2 separate regions of the Pan troglodytes genome follow, and region 1 is linked to region 2. The links are chromatin contacts, called in public HiChIP or PLAC-seq maps. All regions are on one chromosome and are shown on one strand. Each heading gives the region's core, a stretch centred on a gene start, on an enhancer-like site or on the middle of the called end of the contact. The rest is flanking DNA. Distances are from core to core; before and after follow the strand shown. Region 1 holds the start of MGAT2 (alpha-1,6-mannosyl-glycoprotein 2-beta-N-acetylglucosaminyltransferase). Region 2 holds the start of KLHDC2 (kelch domain containing 2).

Region 1 (5,092 bases), core at 1,799-4,298, 160 kb after region 2:
CCTCCCAGAGTGCTGGGATTACAGACATGAGCCACCACACCCGGCCCGTAATATCTTTACACAGAAATTAGTCTTTTATGAGAAATTCTTGGTTGAATGCAATTACAAATTAAGGGAAACTTCTATAAACGTCTACATTAAATATGGAGCAAAATTTAACCCTGTTTCCTATAATTTTCAGTATCTGTCCTTTTAAAACGTATGATTTAAGTTAAAGCTGGCACTAGAAAGTATTTCACTTTGGCATGACTGAACTTTGTATCATTTCTGGCTTTCAAAAACAATTTAGGCTGTATTTCCCTTACACAGCAACTTTTTATCATTCATTTTCAATGCCTGGGCAATTTGAAAGCCAAACAGTTTCTTGCACAGGGAATGCATTGTCATAAGCTGGGTTTTATTTCAAACTCAATTATACAATGTAGCAATAGTAAATATTAAAATGTAATGCTAACTCAAAACTTGTAGAATGCCTTCACTGAATTTTGGTATAAAGAGTAAACAAAACTTATTCTGCAAAAGGATTAGGAACCTTTTTATGCAAAAATGAGTATTTTATTTTGTCAACACTAAAAGAAAAAAAAAACAAAACCACTGTATTTCTACATTGAGGTGAAAACAATGTTTAAACTTTCTTATCAATCAAATACATTCCAAAGGAAAGTGTGTTCTATGAAGGTTCCAAAACACACTCAAAACACAATAGTACAGGAATCTAATACTGAAAATGACTGTTCTGACAGGGTGCTTAACAAACATAACTTTTAAATTATTAAACCAGTGAAGCAATCCCTTCCTAATAAGTGTGTCAAGAGAGTGAAACTGGGTTTGTTCCATTAATACCCTAACAATTTCATCGTAATACTTTTTACTGTTATGACAGTTTTAAATAAATTTTGCTGTACTTAAAATAGGTTTTGAAAGTGGAAAAGTGTACAAAGTTTCAGATAAAAAGATTAATAGATGCAATTTAAATAAAATTTCCCCTCTTCTCTCATATCAACAATAATCAATTTTAGCAGATAACAGATTGAGCTTTAAAACCCTACTCCCAAAATGAAACCTTCAGTTTTAAATCTTAATCAGACATAACTGGAAAAGATTACTATGTATTTGGCCACCTTTTACAAGATTTTGTTTTTGTATTAAAGCAGAAACCAGTTCCTAAACTCTTTTATTCAATTGTATGTCCTGTTTGGACAAATATCAAAAATAGAAGACTGTCACTTTTGCTTTTGTAACTGTGATTTTCACTGCAGTCTTCTATAACTTTTACAGAGTTCATGGTCCCTAATATCTCCCCACCCTCCATTTTTTCTAGGTGGGGAAATGGCTACCACAGTAAACTTCTCACTGATAGTTAGAGTTTCTGGAAACATGTATTGTTTGTTATTATTTAAGAGTGACTCAATTTGGGCACTCTGAGTGGATGGTCTACAGGTTTTCTTGTGATGCATACCACAGTCTCCAGCATGAAAAATCCTAGGAACTTGAGGAACCAGCACTTTCCAGAATTTTGGAAGACAAGATACAGTCAAGTATTGAAGAGTCCAGTCCCAGTTATAATCATCATAAGTACAGAAAGTGTCTGTGCACTCGATCAGCTTCTGATAGGCATTCCGGGTCAAGGCTAGACCCATATTGTGCTCTGTGGATTTCCAAGTTTTCACATCTACCTTGTCAGCCATGCCATAGAAACTGCGACTGGCACTATAGGTCCCCAGGGAGAGAACATCACATTCAGGGCACTCTTGCTGCTTCAGTTTCCACATCTTTTTGAAGACATGGTAAAAGTCTGGGGCTAAGTAGTGATCCTCTTCTAGGAAAAGTATAAGGCCAGCATAATCTCGAAGAATTTTCACTCTTTCCCACACAAAATGCAGCTTCCACCACCAGTGATGTTTGGTCTGGGAGAATTTGGCCTCTCTATAATGGCCGAAGGAGTCGGGATACTCAGCATTGATGCACCCCAATTTCAAAGCGGCATTCTTCGGCAGGTCTCTGGGACAATCTCTAGGGTCACTACCTGGAAACTCGTTAGGGTACAACTGAATGCTGAAAGGAAAGAACACCTGCAGAACCGGACAGAAATTCACTCCGGCGATCAGCTGATTGATCTCGGTCGACCAGAAGTCATGGCTAAAGATGACGAGGACGTTGTCAATTCCCTGGGCTTTTCGAAGTGAGTCCAGCAGCAGTCTGAGGTATTCGGGCCGGTTATGCACCTGGACCACCAGCACCAGCTCCCGGGGGGCCCAGGTGCCAGCCTTATCTACATTCCTCAGCGTCTGATCAAAGTTCAGCTGGTACACCAGGGACCGGTACCGCAGCGTCAGGTTGTCCGCCTCGGGCTGGGGGACCGCCGGGACCAGGGGAGCCGCCGACACGTTGGAGACCCTGCGGATGCCCACAGCCACAGAGGGGTGGTCCCCGCCGCGGCCGCCGGCACCCCGCGCGGGTTCGGCGTCCAGCAACGGTGGGGCGAGGGCCTCGTTCTTCCTTTGTCGCCCATTGCTGCTCCAGAGGACGAAGCCGCAGGCGGCCACCACGAGCGTCAGGATTAGCACCTTCCGTTTGTAGATGCGGAACCTCATGGTCTCCAGGGCCGGGAGCGCAGGCGGGCGGGCGCGGAAAGGAGCAGCTGCTTCTGCACGGAAGGGGCGGGCGGGCGGCGGCCGTCGCCTTGGCCTGTCACGGTCGGAACTGGCCCCCGCGGCTGCCCTCGCTAACTCATCCCGGGCCCCGGGGGTCCTGGGGCCCGAGACCTCTCATTTACCCCGCGCCGCCTGCGCTCCACACATCCTCGCCTGGCAGCTACAGCTCGAGTATCGGCGCCGCCGCTAGGAGCCGCGGCTCGGCTTCGTCTCCGTCCTCTCCATTCAGCACCAAGGGTCCCGGAAGAAGCTCAGCCGCGGTCCCAACCGCACCCTAGCTTCGTTACCTGCGCCTCCAGCGGCCCTGCGTCCTCTGCGCTCTCATCCTTACAGGGGCCCTAGACGGCCAGAACTGAGCGACGCAGCCTCGCCTCACTCCGGCGGGGACCGTTATGACAAACCGCAACTGCCCAGCGGCACACCGCGGCCCTCCGGCCCACACCCCTCCGGCCCGCCCCTTAGACCGTTGGTTGGTGCTTTCCAGACGCGACCGAAGGCGCCTGACCGCCGTGGCCGGCTGCCTATTGGTTTGCAGTACTGTCGCTCAGGTGCAGTTCCCACTTCCGCCTCTTTCTTCCCTTTCCTGTTAGGCGAGAGCTGCGAAAGGCGAGAGCTGCGAAGGGCCAGGTGTCGGGCGCCGTTTCTCGGTAAGCTAAGAACGAGGCTGTAGCGGCTCCAATAGGAGCCTCCCTTGCTCAGAATCCTGGGTAGGACTAGGCCTTCTTAGGAAAGGGAAGGCGAGACTTATGGCCCTCGCCGGCCTTAGTTCGAGAGCAGGCTTCTCCCTTCAGGAAAAGGTCTCAGGCATGGCGGCTATAGAATCGCGGGGCGCGCCGGCTTGATAAGGACACGTCAGCCCTCGAGGCTGCTGACGGGTGACTGTGCTTCGGAGGGGAAAAGTGATACTACGCTGATGTGGTTCTCGTAGAAGGAACGGGGCGGGTCGTAACCGTAGCTACAACGTCGCGCGCTGCCCCAGCCATTCTCTAGAGCTGGAAAATGGAGGAGGTGGGTGGGGGGAAGGGGGTCAAAGAAACTCTGGTCCTTAACTTCCTTTTGGGAAGAAAATTAGATGAACCGCACTTTTCTTTTGGAGCAGTCACAATAAATTAAACTCATTTCGTACGGAAAACTGACTGTATTGGGCCTCCTAAAGCTGCTGCTGTCGGTTTTCGTGAGTCTTGTTCTATATGAGAAAAGAAGAATGGCTCGGAGCATTGTGAGTTATTTGAGATGTGCAAAATTTGCCGGGCCCAGAGAGACAGCAGTATGGGACTTCAGACACCTCCCCACTTAATGCCTGGCATTTTATTCCTGACTAGCTGCTTCACCCATTATGTCCGCGTTCCTGGAATTTGTCATAAAAAGAATGATGTATAGCCAATCAATCGCTTGTGTTATTTTAATGTAAATTCTTGGTAAACAATTTAGGAACTGCCATTTTTTCCTCTAAAAACCCACTTGCAACTGCTGCTACTCAGGGCATTTTGAATCTGTGCTCTGGGTTGCAATCCTCAAACTTGCCCCAAATAAACATTCTACTTATATGAATTGTGCCTCAGTTCTTTTTTTTTTTTTTGAGACGTAATTCCGCTGTTGTTGCCCAGGCTGGAGTGCAATGGTGCGATCTCGGCTCACGGCAACCTCCGCCCCTCCCCACCCCGCCCAAGCGATTCTCCTTACAGGTATGCACCACCACCACGCCAGGCTAATTTTGTATTTTTAGTAGAGACGGGGTTTCTCCATGTTGGTCAGGCTGGTCTCGAACTCCGGACCTCAGGTGATCCGCCCTTCTCGGCCTCCCAAAGTGCTGGGATTACAAGCATGAGCCACCGTGCTCGGCCTTGCCTCAGTTCTTTAGGTCGACAAATTAGTCCTCCAGTAATTTAAACGAAGTGTTTCAAAAAGGTATGTACTTGTATGTGCGTTTATTCATATGGAAAAAGAGTACGTGGTGGATTTATATATTACTCATTTATGTGTACGGTTTTCCTGTATATACTTGTATAGCACTTTCACTTTTCGGAATGTTTAATGTCTGCTATCTTATTTTAAATATTTTACTGCAGTTTTCATCATATAGACAAAACAGCCCTGCTGCAAAGATGGTCAACGTACCTAAAACCCGAAGAACCTTCTGTAAGAAGTGTGGCAAGCATCAGCCTCACAAAGTGACACAGTATAAGAAGGGCAAGGATTCTTTGTATGCCCAGGGAAGGAGGCGCTATGATCGGAAGCAGAGTGGCTATGGTGGACAGACAAAGCCAATTTTCCGGAAGAAGGCTAAGACCACAAAGAAGATTGTGCTAAGGCTGGAATGTGTTGAGCCTAACTGCAGATCCAAGAGGATGCTGGCCATTAAGAGATGCAAGCATTTTGAACTGGGAGGAGATAAGAAGAGAAAGGGCCAAGTGATCCAGTTCTAAACTTTGGGATAT
Region 2 (4,440 bases), core at 1,221-3,720:
CGCTAACACGATGCGTGGTTTTCTAGCCATGCCTTCCTTTCACCTATCCATTCTCTAAGCAGCAATAGAGAGGGCAGAACTGCAAATATGCAAAATATTAAATCCTTATGTAGAATTTTAAGTTCTTTGTTCTGCTCCATTTCCCTTCAGGTATTAATTCCTAACACAGACTGAGCCTACCATATGCCACAGCTGAAAGCTATCCATGGATTGCTTTATTTAATCCTCACAACAACCCTAAAAAGTAGCTGATGTTATGAGAAAACAAGTTTAGAGTTTAAGTAATTTGCCCAAGGTTATTTATGAAGTAATGGTGGAGCCAGGATTCTATCCTTTCCCTGAACTTTAACAACTGCCTGACATTCCCAGCCTTTGACCCTCCCCAGCCACTTTCTGAACAATGTTGACACAGTAAACGACTGCGGTTAGCCAAAAATGAGTGTCAAAGTCCAGCAAGCTTGAATATTAAACATACAGAAACAGAACAGTTGACCACGTAAAACAACTTCTTTTTCCACCCCACCAGTGATGAAGGGAAAGGCTGGAAGCGGGCTGACCCACAGGGGACCAGCCTGTCCTGGGGAGGAAAACTGCCTACTATGTAGGAAGCCAAGGTTTACTGCCTTTGAAACAATCTCCAAGGACTTCTGTGCCTACCCTCAGGGTTCCAGCCACCAGCCATAAATGGGGAGGGCAGTCTGTTTCAGAACCATCCAATTCAGTGATTGTGCTGCTCCTCCCTGAATCGGCCCCAATCATCCAGGCCCTTTTAAATCCATAAGAAATATTCCACACTAAGAATCCTCCCCTGCCCCACTCCCAAAGTCTTATTCTCTCATGCTGCCATTTTAAAAATACAATTATGAATTAGGTAGCTTAGAAGTGTGATTGACAGGTTTCTCCAGGGGAATTAATTTACATTTTTATAAGGGTGACTACATGCTTGCCCCCCCCCCGCCCCCCTTCTTGCAATTCTCTACCCCTTTCTAAAGTATTTTTGAGACAGTTTCCTTCTTGTTGCCCAGGCTGGAGTGCAATGGCGCCGTCTCAGCTCACTGCAAACTCCGCCTCCCGGGTTCAAGTGATTCTCCTGCCTTAGCCTCTGAAGTAGCCGGGATTAGGGCGCCCGTCACCACGCCAGGCTAATTTTTTTTTTGTATTTTTAGTAGAGACGGAGTTTCACTATGTTGGCCAGGCTGGTCTCGAGCTCCTGACTTCAGCTGATCCACCTACCTTGGCCTCCCAAAGTGCTAGGATTACAGGCGTGAGCCACCGCGCCCGGCCCCCTTTCTATTTTCTAACCACATTCATTGGAAACTGGGGAAAACACTGCAGATTCATTAGGATTGGCAAAAAATTACTTTTGCAGTTAAACCAAATTAAAGTATCAGGACAGCTATCTTTGAAAGCTATCTCAAAAATGGTCAACTATGATCAAGTCAGCTGTACCATAAGCTAAAAACAATCACAAAGCAAGTCATCCAAGGCACGGGCGTGGGGAGGGCGGAGAACATTTTCAAGACCAAAGAGGAATTTTGTGGTAGGACTGGCTCAGAGCCATCCTAGCAAATAAAATTCTAGATTTCCGAGGTTAGCAGGGTAAAGAATGGCAACTGGCTTTAAACTGCTAACTAATCACGTTGTTTATAACCAGGGGATCGGAGAGTCAAAGAGCTGCACTCTGTAGTTCATTTGATGCTGGGGATTTTTTGGTTACTGGTGGAGCTTTTCCATTATCTTAATAGGGGTGTCTGCTGAAAAACTTCAACCCAGCTGAAGCCAGAAGGAAAACAGTCCTGATGGCCATTTGCACAGGCGGGAAGGCTGAATAAGGTGGTTCCTGTAACCTTTTGGAATTCCAGTTTTCCTACGCCTCGGCCTCCCTGTAAGTGGGCAGCGGTTCCCAGCTCCAGAGGGTGAAGTCCTCGTAGGCCGTCCTCATAACGCGTCTGAGTGATATCACACACCGTCACCTTTCACACCCCAACCCTTCCGAATGCACCGCCCAAGCAACATTAACAGGACCTTCCCCGGAATAACGCTCCAATGGCAACAACGGGGGTGGGAGTGAGTTGGCTTTGTGAGCACCAGGGTGACATGACAGCAGCCCTGGAGGTTCGAGACGGGTTGGGGGACTCGAGAGAAGGAAGATTCCCGCGCGCAAAAAAAAAACAACCAACGGGCAGAGTCTGAGGTGGGGCGCGCGACGCAGGCGGGGAGCGCCCTCCGCGGCCCGCTCTGGCCTCCCCGCCTGGCCGCGAACGCAGACCCGAGTCACAGCCGAGCGACGTCCGTCGCGGCCCGGCCACTCACTGACCTTGTAGCCGCCCCAGACGAACATGTGGCGCCCGTCGCTGACGGCTACGTGGCCGCTGCGCTCAGCGGGGCAGGCAAGCTCCATGGACTCATAGCTCTCGAAGGCTGGCCCAGGCAAGTCGTCAGCCCGCAGATCCTCGTTGCCATCAGCCATCTTGAGGCTGCACTTTTGCTAACCAACAATGCCCACACCCGCGAGGGGCCAAAGAAACAAAGGAAAAGGAGAGAAATGCACAGCGGCGCGAGGCAAGGAGAAGGCGGTGGCGAAAGGGACGGCGTTGAGGCCTCTCTGCCGCCTGCGCTCGAGTTTCCCAGCCTCCTCGGCCGAGGACGGCTCTCCGCCGCCGCCGGGGCACGCCTGCAGACAGCAGGGCCGCGAGCGGAGCCAGGCGGCGGCGGCGCGGGCCCGGGACTCGGGGCACTGCAGGGAAGCGGTCCGCGTCGGGCCGGCTCCCTCTTGCAGCCCGTCCGCCCCGCCTCCTGCAGTCCACGGCCTTGTTTACGCCGCGGCCGGAAGCCGCCCGTTCCGCTGACGCCGCCCGTTCCGCTGACGCCACCCGCCGAGCTCCGGAAGCGAGGCTGCCGCTCAGCGCCCCCAGCGCCGGGTCCTCCAGCCGCCGCCGCCGCCTCTGCCCGCGCCTCCGCCTACGGCCTGGGCACCGCAGCTCTATGGGGCCCGGCGACTTCCAGTCGCGCTTCGAGTCTCCTTTCACTGAGGGAACCGCAGGGATAATGTCCTGAATCGGTCCCTGAAAGCTGCTGAATTTTAGCCGGATTGCCGCAATTTTTTTTTTTCTTCCCGAGGATTTCTATTCGTTTGATTGAGGGATGATCTCAGAGGGTTCACAGCCCGGGCAGGGGCACCAGAATTGCTCCACTAGCAAGTTTCTGGTCTCGCCTTAGAGTCGATGCAGGCCCTGCTGTTCTGCGGGCGCGAGGGCAGTCGCTTAGCTCTCACGTGGGGCCCAGCCCGATCCTCGGCGGCCTCTCCTGAGCTCCTGCCGCCCCTGCCGGGCGCCGCCTCTGCAGGAATCTGACGTTGCCGCCGCCGCCGCTGCTGCCGCCAGCCGGGCTGCAGAGTTGGCTTGAAAAGCGTTTCCGAAGCCGTAACCACCCTTTTCTTCAGAAAGAAAGGCGGATCCTTTTCACGCACACACAGCTTTCTCTTATTTTATATGATACCTTTCAATTGGGCCAAAATAAAATTACGAGTTACTGTGCTTGATACCTCACCTGTAAAATAGGGTGGGACAAAAATAATCTTAAATTCTTGATCTTACAGTGCCTCTAGAATTTATCGTGTTTGGTAGGAGGGACGTGTTTCATTATCTCCATTTCCCTCATCTTCTGGTTGGGAGCACTCCGTAGAAAAGGAACACTTTGAACAATAAAAGGCTTTTTTTTTTTTTTTAATTATTAAAATGCTTATAGCCTGCCACTCCTCCCCTAGTGTGCCAATGTGTTTACTTGAACTCAAGAACTTGAAAGTTACTTAAGAGGATTAATTAAAGCCTTCAACAAGGAAGCAAATCACCTTGAGGCTGTTAAGACCTTATCTGCCATTCACCCTGGTTGGTGCCCTCAAATCTGTCTGACTCACAGAATTCCTTGCAGCAGTGTCTTCTCCAAGTCGAATTATGCTCACTAGACTTTGGGGTTATCGAAGTTCCTTGTGAACCAACCTCGTGAATCTGATCGAGTCACTTAAAAACCTTGAGCTGGCTCCCGTCGTCCTTAGTAGAATCCAAAATTAGTATCTCGGCTGGGCGCGGTGGCTCACGCCTGTAATCCCAACACTTTGGGAGGCCGAGGCAGGCGGATCACCTGAGGCCAGGAGTTCGAGACCAGCCTGGCCAAAATGGCGAAACTCTGTCTCTACTAAAAATACAAAAAAATTACACAGGCGTGGTGGCCGGCGCCTGTAATCCCAGCTACTTGGGAGGCTCAGGCAGGAGAAACTCTTGAAGCCGGGAGGCGGAGGTTACAGTGAGCCAAAAGGCCACCATTGCACTCCAGCCTGGGCAACAAGAACGAAACTCCGTCTCAAAAAAAAAAAAAAAATTCATATCACAGTGCTGTGCAAGAAGACCCAGCATGGTCCAGACCCAGCTTGCCTTTCCAGCT

The links. HiChIP or PLAC-seq counts read pairs in DNA pulled down with a chosen protein or histone mark.
Region 1: a contact with region 2 is called in an H3K4me3 HiChIP or PLAC-seq map of stem cell-derived excitatory neurons, with 2.2 times the contacts expected there. The contact joins the promoter of MGAT2 here to the promoter of KLHDC2 in region 2. A contact is called at or near these places in 1 of 7 Hi-C or Micro-C datasets (stem cell-derived neural progenitor cells) and 1 of 1 datasets of contacts at active chromatin or transcription factors (stem cell-derived excitatory neurons).

What each region holds. Positions count from the first base shown.
Region 1 is chr15:47,624,586-47,629,677 of NHGRI_mPanTro3-v2.0_pri, reverse strand. MGAT2 (alpha-1,6-mannosyl-glycoprotein 2-beta-N-acetylglucosaminyltransferase) reads right to left here and starts at 3,048. Exons shown (of 1, transcript NM_001279776.1): 1 at 1,162-3,048. The coding sequence starts at 2,594. The coding sequence ends at 1,251. It overlaps RPL36AL (ribosomal protein L36a like), which reads left to right and starts at 3,210. Exons shown (of 2, transcript XM_001152349.7): 1 at 3,210-3,301; 2 at 4,724-5,092. The coding sequence starts at 4,760. The coding sequence ends at 5,080.
Region 2 is chr15:47,783,705-47,788,144 of NHGRI_mPanTro3-v2.0_pri, reverse strand. It overlaps KLHDC2 (kelch domain containing 2), which reads right to left and starts at 2,470. Exons shown (of 13, transcript XM_054666512.2): 1 at 2,318-2,470. The coding sequence starts at 2,470.